Linked DNA regions of Anas platyrhynchos: region 1 is linked to region 2. Evidence: chromatin contacts called from public Hi-C data. All regions are on one chromosome and are shown on one strand. Each heading gives the region's core, a stretch centred on a gene start, on an enhancer-like site or on the middle of the called end of the contact. The rest is flanking DNA. Distances are from core to core; before and after follow the strand shown.

The links. A called contact is a pair of places that touch in the nucleus more often than the background predicts.
Region 1: a contact with region 2 is called in a Hi-C map of F1 follicle, with 2.8 times the contacts expected there. The contact joins two enhancer-like sites. A contact is called at or near these places in 5 of 8 Hi-C or Micro-C datasets (F1 follicle, liver, skeletal muscle and 1 more).

The regions. Positions count from the first base shown.
Region 1 is chr24:5,375,734-5,381,070 of IASCAAS_PekinDuck_T2T, forward strand. No RefSeq gene overlaps it. Among named protein-coding and RNA genes, the nearest start is that of LAPTM5, 24 kb to the left of the region's middle. Within about 2 kb of position 2,673, at least 2 of the 8 cell types and tissues checked have an H3K27ac peak or open chromatin away from gene starts, as enhancers often do.
Region 2 is chr24:5,307,550-5,312,984 of IASCAAS_PekinDuck_T2T, forward strand. MATN1 (matrilin 1) reads right to left here. Exons shown (of 8, transcript XM_005015446.6): 3 at 4,116-4,338; 4 at 1,470-1,595; 5 at 801-1,214. Among named protein-coding and RNA genes, the nearest start is that of MATN1, 11 kb to the right of the region's middle. Within about 2 kb of position 2,827, at least 2 of the 8 cell types and tissues checked have an H3K27ac peak or open chromatin away from gene starts, as enhancers often do.

The DNA.
Region 1 (5,337 bases), core at 1,423-3,922, 68 kb after region 2:
TTAAAAGTAAATGAACCAGTATTAAAAATATCCAAGGAAGCTATCACTCTCTGGATTAGGGACTCTGTGCCATCATCAGGGGCAGTACATAGCACAAAAGGGCTTTTGTCTTCTCAGAAACCCAAACTGCATCAGCTCTATAAATAGCACCTCAATAATGCTGCCTGTGTCCAGGCCTCTGAGCTGTGTTTATTGCCGCAATGGCTGACTACAGAGTTCAGAAAACCTATTCTTGAACAAAGGCTTTGTGGGTTGGTTTCAAAAATATCCCCCCCTACAAATCCCACACTCCCAAATCTGTCCATTGCTAGAAGGAAAACGAGGCTAAAAATCTCCATGAGCTGCCAAATGGGTCTTGAAGAGCCAAAAACCTAAGATCTTGATTTTCAGGTAGGTGAAGTGAAAGCCCAAGCTATCACTTGGCACAAGTGCAAGCTCACGTGCTCCATCTTCTCTTTCTCACAGCCATCCAGGTGATACTACCAGCCACAGATCCCCACTGCCCTCAGCACGCTGCTGTGCCCAGCGTATTTCAGCACAGGATCCCGTGTTCATGACAGAGGATGCGCCAGAGGTGTAAAGGCCAGCTGGCCATGGGGAAACCCACCCTCTAGAGACAGCACAGACACAACCATTGACAGTGCCACTGGTCCCAGCTCACAGTTGCCAACCTTGATCCTTGGAGACAGTCACAAACACAGTCCCTGCAGCATTTGGGTTCAGGTATCAAACCATGCCCATTCGGTCCTCCAGGCTCCAGGGGCTGGATCTGTGCTGGGGTTGACTGAGATGCTCACGTACAGCTGGCCAGTGGCAACGCCTCCATGTCATGCCCAAGGGAATCACAGTTAGCTTCTGACTGCTGCTCCAGAAAGGCTCTGTCTCCTACAGGTCCTGAACCATAATCAGCCAGTCCCTTGTAGGCACCTTGGATGTTCTAGAGCACCTGAATTTGTAGTAGATATTTAAAAGCAACAGAATCAAGCTCTGGACATTCAACAACTACAGAAAGATCTTAGATTCCTCAATTATGTGTAGATGCCTCTATTCAAGTGTCTTAATCCAGAGCTGAATCTTGATATGGCATGTGTTAGATGTATTAATCTGAGCTGATCATTGTCATCTCAGTGGAGAGGAATAGATACCTCCTGGCAATTGACTGCATCTATGACAATGTCTGATTTAGGAAGAGACAAATCGAATTTCAAGGGCTGTCTGCCTGCTTCTCAGCATCCAGAGGATGGATTCTCTCCCAGTTTCCTTTGGTGACTACTAATCATTCACTGACTCTGAATCTGACACATGTAGAGATGAAAGCTATCTCTCATCCTACATCTTCAAACCAGCTATGTCCTCTGTTTGACTACCAAACCACAGACTGAAGAGCACAGTGCTTGGAGACAAGACTTTTCCAGGAAAAATGCCTTTTAATGATGCATGCTTTCTGGAGTACAGATTATTTAACAAAGCAGGGAACATTAAATCGAGGAACAGGTGGGTGCTCTGATGGCCATCATTATCACGTGGAGGTTTTCTGGGCCATGGTTGTACATTCAAAGCTCTGTTGTCAGCAGCTGGGTGGAAAGAGTAGGATTCAGGTCTGTACCTCACAGTCATTAAACTTTTGGCCTGGCAAGAAGGTTTTGGTGTAAGAGAACATCTTTCTTACTGTGTGTCACAGTTCTATATTCCCCAAATGTCTTTCTGTATGTGTCAATATTTACTTAATGATGTTTTCCTGTGGTTGAGGAAGGTGGAGGGAAGAGTGGAAAAGCACCACACCCAAAACACACTAGAGTAGAGGTCCTGCTCTAGGGACAACTGGGAGGGACTGGGAGGTTTGAGGAAATACGGGGGGGGGGGGGGGGGGGGGGGGGGGGGGGCACTGGGAGGTTACTAGGGGACTCTAGGCAGTACTGGGGGGCACTGGGAGGAAACTAGGGTGATCTAGGAAGTACTGGGGGCATTGGGATGGTGCTTGAGGGGGTTCTGTACAGTGCTGTGGGCCACTTGAAAAGCACTGGGGAGCTCTAGGCTTTACCCGAGGGTACTGTGAAGGTACTGGGGGCCTCCAGGCACTTCTGGAGAGCTTTGGGCCATGGCCCATGAGTGCCCCCAGTGCTGTCTAGAGACATTTAAAGGACCCTCAGTGCCCTCTGGTGCTATTCCAGCCATTTAAAACACTGCCAGGGTGCCCCAGAGATGTCCAGAGCCATGTAAACCACTGTGAGCCCACCCCCCACACCCAGGGCTGTACAGAGCAATTTAAGGACTCCCAGTAACCCCCACTGCTGTCCAGAGCCCTGTAAAGCACAGCCAATGCCCCCAGTGCTATCCAGAGATATTTTAAATGCTCCCAGGGCACCCACCCTTGCCCAGAGCCATTTAAGACTCCCAGGCCCTGCGCAGTGCTGTTCAGAGCTATTTAAAACACCCCAAGTCTCATCTCCCAGTGCTGTCTAGAGCCATTACTGGGGGGCAGTGCCCCCCACTGCTGCCCAGAGCCATTGCAGATCCCCTCGAGGCATTCCTGATCCGCTTCAAACACTGCCAAGTGCCCCCAGTGTGCTCCAGAGCCACCTGAAACACTCCCAGTGCTCCCCAGTGCTCCCCAGTGCTGCCCAGAGCTACTGCAAGGGCTTCAAGGGCTCCCCCCGCCAGTGCTTTCTGGAGCCGTTTAAAGGCTCCCAGCGCCCTCTAGTGCTGTCCAGAGCCATTTAAAAGATTGCCAGCCCCCCCACTGCTGTCCGGAGACATTGACAAAAATGTCAGTAAACCCTACTGCTGTCCAGAGCCATTTAAAACAAAGCCTGAGCCCCCCTCCCAATGCCGTTCAGAGCCATTGAAACACCCCCAGCACCACCCCACGCTGTCCAGAGCCATTTAAAAGATACCCAGGGTCCCCCCACTGCTGTCCAGGGGCGTTTAAAAGACTCCCAGTGCTCGCCTGTGCTGGCTAAAGACACTTCAGACACTGCCAGTGCTCCCCAGAGCTGTCTAGAGCCTTTATAAGACCCCAAAAGCTCCCTCCAGTGCTTTCTGGAGCATTTAAAAGGCTCTCAGAGCCCTCCCCTAGTGCTTTCTAAAACCATTAAAAACATTCCCACTGACCTCCAGTGCTCTCTACAGGTCCCCAGTACACTCCCAGTGCCTCAAGTGCTGTCTGAAGCCTGCTAGTATAATCCCAGTATCCAATCTAGAGCCCTCCATCAACATCCCAGTGCACCCCAGTGCTGTCTGGAGCCCCTCAATAACCTACCATTGATCACCAGTAATGCCTAGAGCACTGAAGTACCCACCCAGTGATCCCAGTACAAACCAGAGCCTCCCATCAGTTCCTTCCTAATGCCCCCCAGTGCTCTCTGGAGCACCTAGGAGCCACCCAGTGTCCTACAGTACAGCCTGGAGTCCCCCCTCTTTGTTCAATGTGAGGCAGTTGGCCCTCAAACTGGGGGTTTGGTCCAAAAAAGGAGGCTGATAACACGAAAAGAGGTTCCGGGTTCTTTAGATGGGGCTTTGAGCCCTCAGAATGGGGTGCTGGACTGAAAAAAGGAGGCTTTGTTCCTTGAAATTCACCTTTGGGCTATCAAAATCAGGATTTGAGCATTCAAAACAGGGTTTGGACTGAAAAGATGGCTTTGGACCCTCAAAATGAGAATTTGGACTCAAAAAGGAGGCTTTGGGTCCTGAAATGAGGATTCACACCCAGTAATAAGCCTTTAATAGTGAGGGTTTAGACCATAGCAATGACGCTCTGGACCCACAAATTACATTTGAAACCCTAAAAACAAGGCTTTGGCCCTCAGAAGTACAATTTGGACCCTTAAAAAAGGGGTCTGAAAAGAGGGTTTGTGTCCTAAAAAATGAGGGTTTGGACCAGAAAAATAAGGATTTGGACCTTTAAAATGGGTGTTTGAACACTTTAAGGAGGGCTTAGACCATAAAAAAAAAAAAAAAAAAAAAGAAAGAGAGAGAGTCTGTAAGCCAAAATAGGTTGTGAACACTGAAAAAGAGGAGTTGGTCATCAAAAGTGAGGTTCTTGTAACTCTCAGATCAGGCTTTGGACCCTAAAATTATCCTTTGGACTTTAAACTGAGGCTATGGGCCCTATAACTGAGGGTATGGACCCTAAAAGAAAGCTTTGCATGCTGAAGACAAAGCCTGGAGACCTCAAATGGACTCCTTGGCTTTGACCAGGAGCTGCTGCACGTTGAGGAGGCCCTGACACTATGTCTGTATCACAGAATGAAATAACTTCATTGCCAGCAGTGTTCAGAACTGTGCTAATCAAGAGTATCAGGTGCCAAAAGCTATGGGTGTTAACCCTGAAGGGAAGCCTTGAACCCTTAAAATAAAGCTTGTTACCCTTCAAATGAAGCTTTCAGACCTCAAAATGGGGCTTTGAACCCTGAAATAAGGCTTTGGGCCAATTAAATATGAGTTTAAGTCTTCTAACTGTGCATTTGATAAGGAGGCTTTGGACCCAAAAATGAGGTTTTAGGCACACTAAATGGCAGCTTGAGAACCCCAGAATGGAGGGTTTCACAGGAAAAGGAGGCTTTGGACCCTGAAATGAAGCTTTCAACCCTGAAACTGAGCTGGTCAAGAGAAGATAGTGTTCAGAATTTAGGATTAAAAACTAACAGATGGTCAAATCTCCAGACTCTAAGCGAAGTGTCAAAGGAGCTCAGGGAGCTGCTAGAACTAGAAAGACAGTATATCAGAAACTTCCTTGGATAATGGAAAATTAACAGTGGACAGAAGTGATGTGTACACACCACCTGCCAAGGGAAAATGCTGTAGGGAACAGCAGAGCAAAACTACAGGCCTGTAAAGCTTGACATTGCCAAAGGGGAAGCTTCTAGGGAACACAGATGAGGGACAGATGAGAAAAAAAATGGTAAATTTTGATTTAATTAAAGAGAACAGGTCTAGATTCATAAATGGGAGATCTTGTAGAGCAATCCAGGCGAAGCATTTTTGGCAGGGAGAGCCATGGAGATAGTTTAATGAAATTTGAGGAGGGCATTGCAGCGAAAGAAAACTTTCAAGGTCATTGTGTCATTGGAGCTAGGCATGAGAAAAAGAATTGATGAAGAACATTGGCCCAATATAGTGATTTGGAGGAAGGTGGGAAACTGAAGGAAATGGTTAGGTACCCCACATTCAGATTAATTCTTTTCCTGGTCTTGTAGTACTTCTTGAAACTACCTATAAAACAGTTCAGGATGCTGGACCTTCCTTTAAGCTGGGCAATATGCTAAGTAAGTATATATCCTGATACCACGCTGGTGTAAAATCCTACCAGATTAGGACTGGGAGACAAGATGAATAATG
Region 2 (5,435 bases), core at 1,577-4,076:
ATTCACACGGGCTGCATCCATTTAACGGCGAGGCAGCAGACTGCGAACTTGTGCAGCAGGAGGTCAGCAAAGGGGCAGATCTCAGGTATGTTTGACAGTATTTAGACATTTAAATATATCCATATGTAGCCTTTGTACTCTTTTAATGTTCCATAAGAAACTAAAGAAAATTTCCTATTAACGTGTCTGGGTGTGTCTAGGATTTGGGCAGAGAGTCCACATTTTCTCCCTCATTACATGTTTCTGCTTTGTTTATTGTTTTATTGTTTCTTATTTTTCTTTTACAGGCCTTAAGGCTGATACAGCCAAACCACGCTTGGCCCTGCAACTCCTGTTATTCTCCATGTGGCTCTCTGCTGGTTGTCTTTGCCTCATTGTGAGTGCCACTGATGGTGGTTGAATTTGACTAATAACAGCATAGATCCTCAGCTTTCCCCTGAAGTTTCCTTTTTATTTGTGTGAGATGCTGCACCAATATGTATCCCATAACAAATGTATGAAACCCCATTCTGTCCAGCAAAGAGACATCCTGCAGACTTAGATCAAAGACACAGAGGAGCTGTGGGAGCACAAAACAGCTGCTGGCAAACCAAGGTTCATCTGAAACCCCAGCCAGAGCTGCTCCATGTTCTGTATGAGTGTGCATGGACAGCCAAGCACCATCTGGGAAAAGTTGCTCTATAGTATCCTGTTTCTATCCTAGGTAAGAGACACCTGGTAATGACTGATGCCTGGACTGATACTAGATGCAGCATTTGCTTGAAGGGAGAAACAAACCACTAAGAATTCAGTAGACCTACCTAAATCTTTGGCTTTCTTGGCAGCATCGGTGATATAGTCTTGTGACCGTCCATCGGTGAACACTATGCCCACCTTCGGGACCCCAGGCCTCGCGCCATTGGCAATGGAAAAGGAACTGTCAATGAGGTACTTCAGAGCCTGGCCTGTCATTGTTCCTTTCTCCATGTAGTCCATTTTCTTGACCGCTGCTTTGATGTCCTTCTTGTTCTTGAACTGTCCCAGAGGAAACTCCTGCCTGACAGAACTGGAGTATTGAACCAGGCCAACTTGGGCCTGTTTTTCTGACACCTCCAGCGACTCCACGATCTGGTTGATGAATTTCTTCACCAGCTCAAAGTTCTCAGGCCGTACACTCTTGGATCCATCGATCAGGAAAACAAGATCCAGGGCAGATCCTGACCCACCACTGCAAGCTGAAGCAAAATATGAGAGGAGGGAGAAAGGAGACAGCAACTGGGACTGCCTAATTATGTAGGAAAATATAAACCTAGTATCATTTTATTGCTCATGACATATGTTTGATCAATCAAAAATCACCAACAATTCACATTTGTGGTTTCCTTCCCTGATTTTTCTGAGCAGAACATGTGTGCCATGTCTCAATCTTATCCCTACCCCACGACCACAGATCACAGCTCAGCTCAGTGCAAATGAAAGTCATTACGTACCGCTGCAGGTCTTCCCATCATTGTTCAGTGTGAAACCCTCTTTACAAGCACACTTGTATGATCCTGGGGTGCTAATACAGATCTGCTCACAGTCGTGGTCTCCAGTGGCACACAGGTCTGACACCACTGCAAGAAAAGATGCAGATTAAAAACAGGGACCTTGCCAAGGCTTCTCAACCCAGAGCCAACACAGCCCATGAAGAAGGTATGATATTTATCCTATACGCTGAGTGATAACTAAACCCACCCTGCAGCAATACAAAGCAGCAGGAAGCCATTACTCTTGGATAATAATTGAGATATAAGAAGCAAGGAGAAATAGTGACAAGTCTCCTGACTCCAAGACACAGCCAGGACTAGAAATAGTCTCCACAACAAGGGCAAAAACCATCTGTCTGTTGGGCATATCATAATCTACTTCACTCTCCAAAGCTACGGGATGAGATTTGGTTTCCAAACTACCATCTGGGCTGGCCAGTACCCATTTTCCCAGCTACATAGTACAGTTATGATTAGTGAGTTCAGTGCCAGGTACAGCTGTCATTCCCGGATGGGCTTCATGTCCAAACATACTTGGAATTCACTTCAGAGCTACCTTCACACGTACAACTTTCAGACTCACTCTTTACAAATATTTCTGCCTGCTGATCTTAACCTGGAGCTGACTCCTATAAGATGCTGAGCAAACAGAAGCTGAGCTGCAGCAGTTTGAGCCAGCAGCACTCAGTGACTGACAGCACTGTCATGGCTACAGCAATGATGATGGAAAACAAATCTGAAGCTAAACAAATCTGGTTGTAGCAAATTTATTCACAAAGAGCATGGAAATCTGTGCAGAAAATGGAGCATTTTTGGTTTTATTGTAATAATAGGAGGTGGTGGGAAGTCTTTCAAAATCAAGGGGATTCTGCTCATTATTTCTATTTGTTTGTGTTCTGCTCTACATGTATTTTGTACTTTTGGCCTTCCCAGTTCATGCACCTGCATATTGTGCCATATAACGGTAGCTGATGTAATTAGGAATATTATTAGCTATGCAGTTGGCTATAACACTGGGCTCTCAGGTTGAGTTCCTTCAAGGCTACAGAGATCTTATCAGTCTAACTAGTAGCTGGATCATTAAAGGTCTCACTTTTTCTCATGTGTTTGTTGAGCATTATGGGGTAGCAGCTTGGCCAGTGCTGCACAGCTCCTCCTGCTTCCACTGCACACTGCTTCCACAAGCTGTGCTGTGCAATAGCAGGTGGTGTTTGGGTACATCTCCAAGGACAGTTTTGTGCAGCTGCTTGCATAGCATGATAACAACCCACTTGGCAGTTAATATGGTGCTGCTGTCTGTTAGTTGTAATAATCCTTAGCACAGTGCTTCCCTTGGATGCATCTCTGAGGGTTTTTACCATGGGGAGAACTTTGTCAGCTGCATGTTACAAATCTGAAAAGCGAGGCCCAGAAAGGATTTTTTTCTTCCTCTTTTTGAATGACACCAATGCCAGAACTTCAAAACAGATTTTCAGGCCTCCCTGTCTCTGGCTGACTCCTGACTCCAGGGCAGCCAACACAAACTCCCACGAATATTCATGGCCTGGATGCCACCTTCTTGAATATTGTCTCTGCTCCCCTTAGTATGTAGTATTTGTTCCCTTCTTTCATGAGCTTCTGCTGTGGTGACACCTCATTATAATACATGACTCACTTTATATTCAAAGTTTTCCTCCTTCCTACAGAGGACGAAGTTTTCCTCGACAAAAAGCTGCTCCCCCCATCATTTGTAGGCTGAAAGTTGAATCATGAAATTTTACACCTCTTGAAGAAATCAGTCTCAGAGAGTTTTACAGGTCCATCTGTGTGTACGTGTTTGCAATACTTTGCCGTAGGCACTGTGGTGTATTGCACCTTTCAAAAAAGTGTTGCCACACGTCTGTGCTTTGGCAGGATGGGCGTGTGAAGCCCCCAGGCCGCTCTTGCTGACACAAAACGGGTATTTATAGACCACCTCCTACAGCTTCTGGGTACGTTTGAAAGCAATAAAGCTCTCTCATTCCATTCACTGGTTCGTGTAGGCGTGAATATGTGTTTGTAGGATAGTCAGGCTCTTTTTATACACTATGCAGATAGGTGTTAGGTACTGTACCAACCAGGAGAGTTTCCTGTTGCACAGGGCTTGCAGAAATAACAGCACAGTCAGGCAAAGGTGGCTCAGCCTCCAGCAAGCAAGTGAAACCAGCCCTTGTTTAACAGGGAATTCAGAAGATGCTGGCAGGGGAAATTACCAGCCAGATCGTCAGCACTGCCCAGATAGGCTTAAACATAAGGGCAACGATTTTAGCTATTTAAAGCTCCTGTTTTTGAGGCTCTTTTTCTCTGCCTCAAGTAGTAGATGGGTCCTGTGTACAAACTCTTGGGTGCAAATGAAGTCTGGAGACTTCTGTAAACAAAACCTGAAATTCCCTAAACAAAACCTCAGACTCTTGAAAAGCAACTTCAGAGAGCACCTCTCTGCTATACTGATTTGTTCTGCAGACCCGAGTCCTTGGAAAAAGGAAACAGATGGGTGAAGGATGATCACATGTGACATTTCTGTGAAAAGCTTGCTGGCAGCCACTTGCACTTTTGGCTAGGAACCCAGGGGTTGTGGCAAGGACTTACCACAGAAAGCTTCTTGAAACTTGTGGGTCAGCTTCTCTATAACACTGTAGCTCTCCACGTAGTCCACGTGGTCATCCAGGGGCTCGCTAGCAATTTGCCGCAGGGTGTGCATGTCCACCCGGCCAACCCCGATGGCAAAGATCTCGATGCCAGCTGCTCTGGCCCTTGCTGACACATCCTGCACTCCATCCTGGGGACGTCCGTCGGTCACAACAATCGCCACCTGCACAGAGAGGGGCAGAGAGCAGGGGTGTGTGTGAAACGGGCTCAGTATCACTACTGCGCGTGGAACAGCCTGGAGTAGTAAAGAAGGGTTCACATTTCTAAAATTAAAGAAAAAAGGAAATGGCACCTCCTCCCCCTCTTCCTGTTCTTCCTGAGATCACACAAGCCATTCTTTTCATGTGCAGTTTGTTTCTTCCTGAGCTGGAAAGGTTAAACTGCCATGGACCTGACTGTTTTAATTAAGGGACATATGGTGCATCTCGGCCTTAAGGAAACCAAAGTAAAGGTTACATTCTTCATAAGCAAACTAATGCTCAAGCCAAACTATTTTCATGAACCCCCAGCTGACACTAAGGGCACCTCTGGGATTTTTGTAGCATCTTTGTCCATCTAAGAATCTCAGGAGTATGGTAAACTAAGGAGGTTAAGGCTTTTCCCCATTTTATAGATGGAGAAATTGAAGCAGAAAGAGAGGAAGTGATCTGTGTAAGGTCACACCATGTGTCGGTGCCAGGCATGATTTCTGATTTCCCATTCCACCACAAAGAGCAGTGGTGAAATCCTACCCCTACTAACATCAGCATTAAAATGACAGCTGATGTAAGTGAGAACTGGATGTCACCACGGATGGTGACACCCTAAACCAGTGCAAAGCCTCCAAGAGCCCTGCTCCTGTTGCTAGATTGCCTGTTTTCCTTTTTATTCTTCTTATGATAAGTGACATTGTCACAAAACCTTCAGTTCCATTCTTTGGCAATTCATCTGCTCCTGCCACTTTTCCTTACAATTGTTTTATTGTGACACCGCTGTCAAGTCCCAAGCAACTAATTGGGATGTAATGCAGTATGGAGAAACATAATGAGCAGTAAAAAAAAAAAAAAAAAAGAGAGAGAGAGAGGGAGAGAGAAAGAGAAACAGAGAGGAGTCTGTCTAGCAGCACCAATGGCTTTGAGTGAGCCATCGTCAGGTCACCAAGGTGGTATTTGCTGTTGTCCTCTAGGCCATATATGGTCTCCATCTTTCTGAAGATGAAATCAGGAGACCCACTGGCTGCTCAGCTGGGACAGCACGGCGACGGCTGTTTTGCGCCCTTGG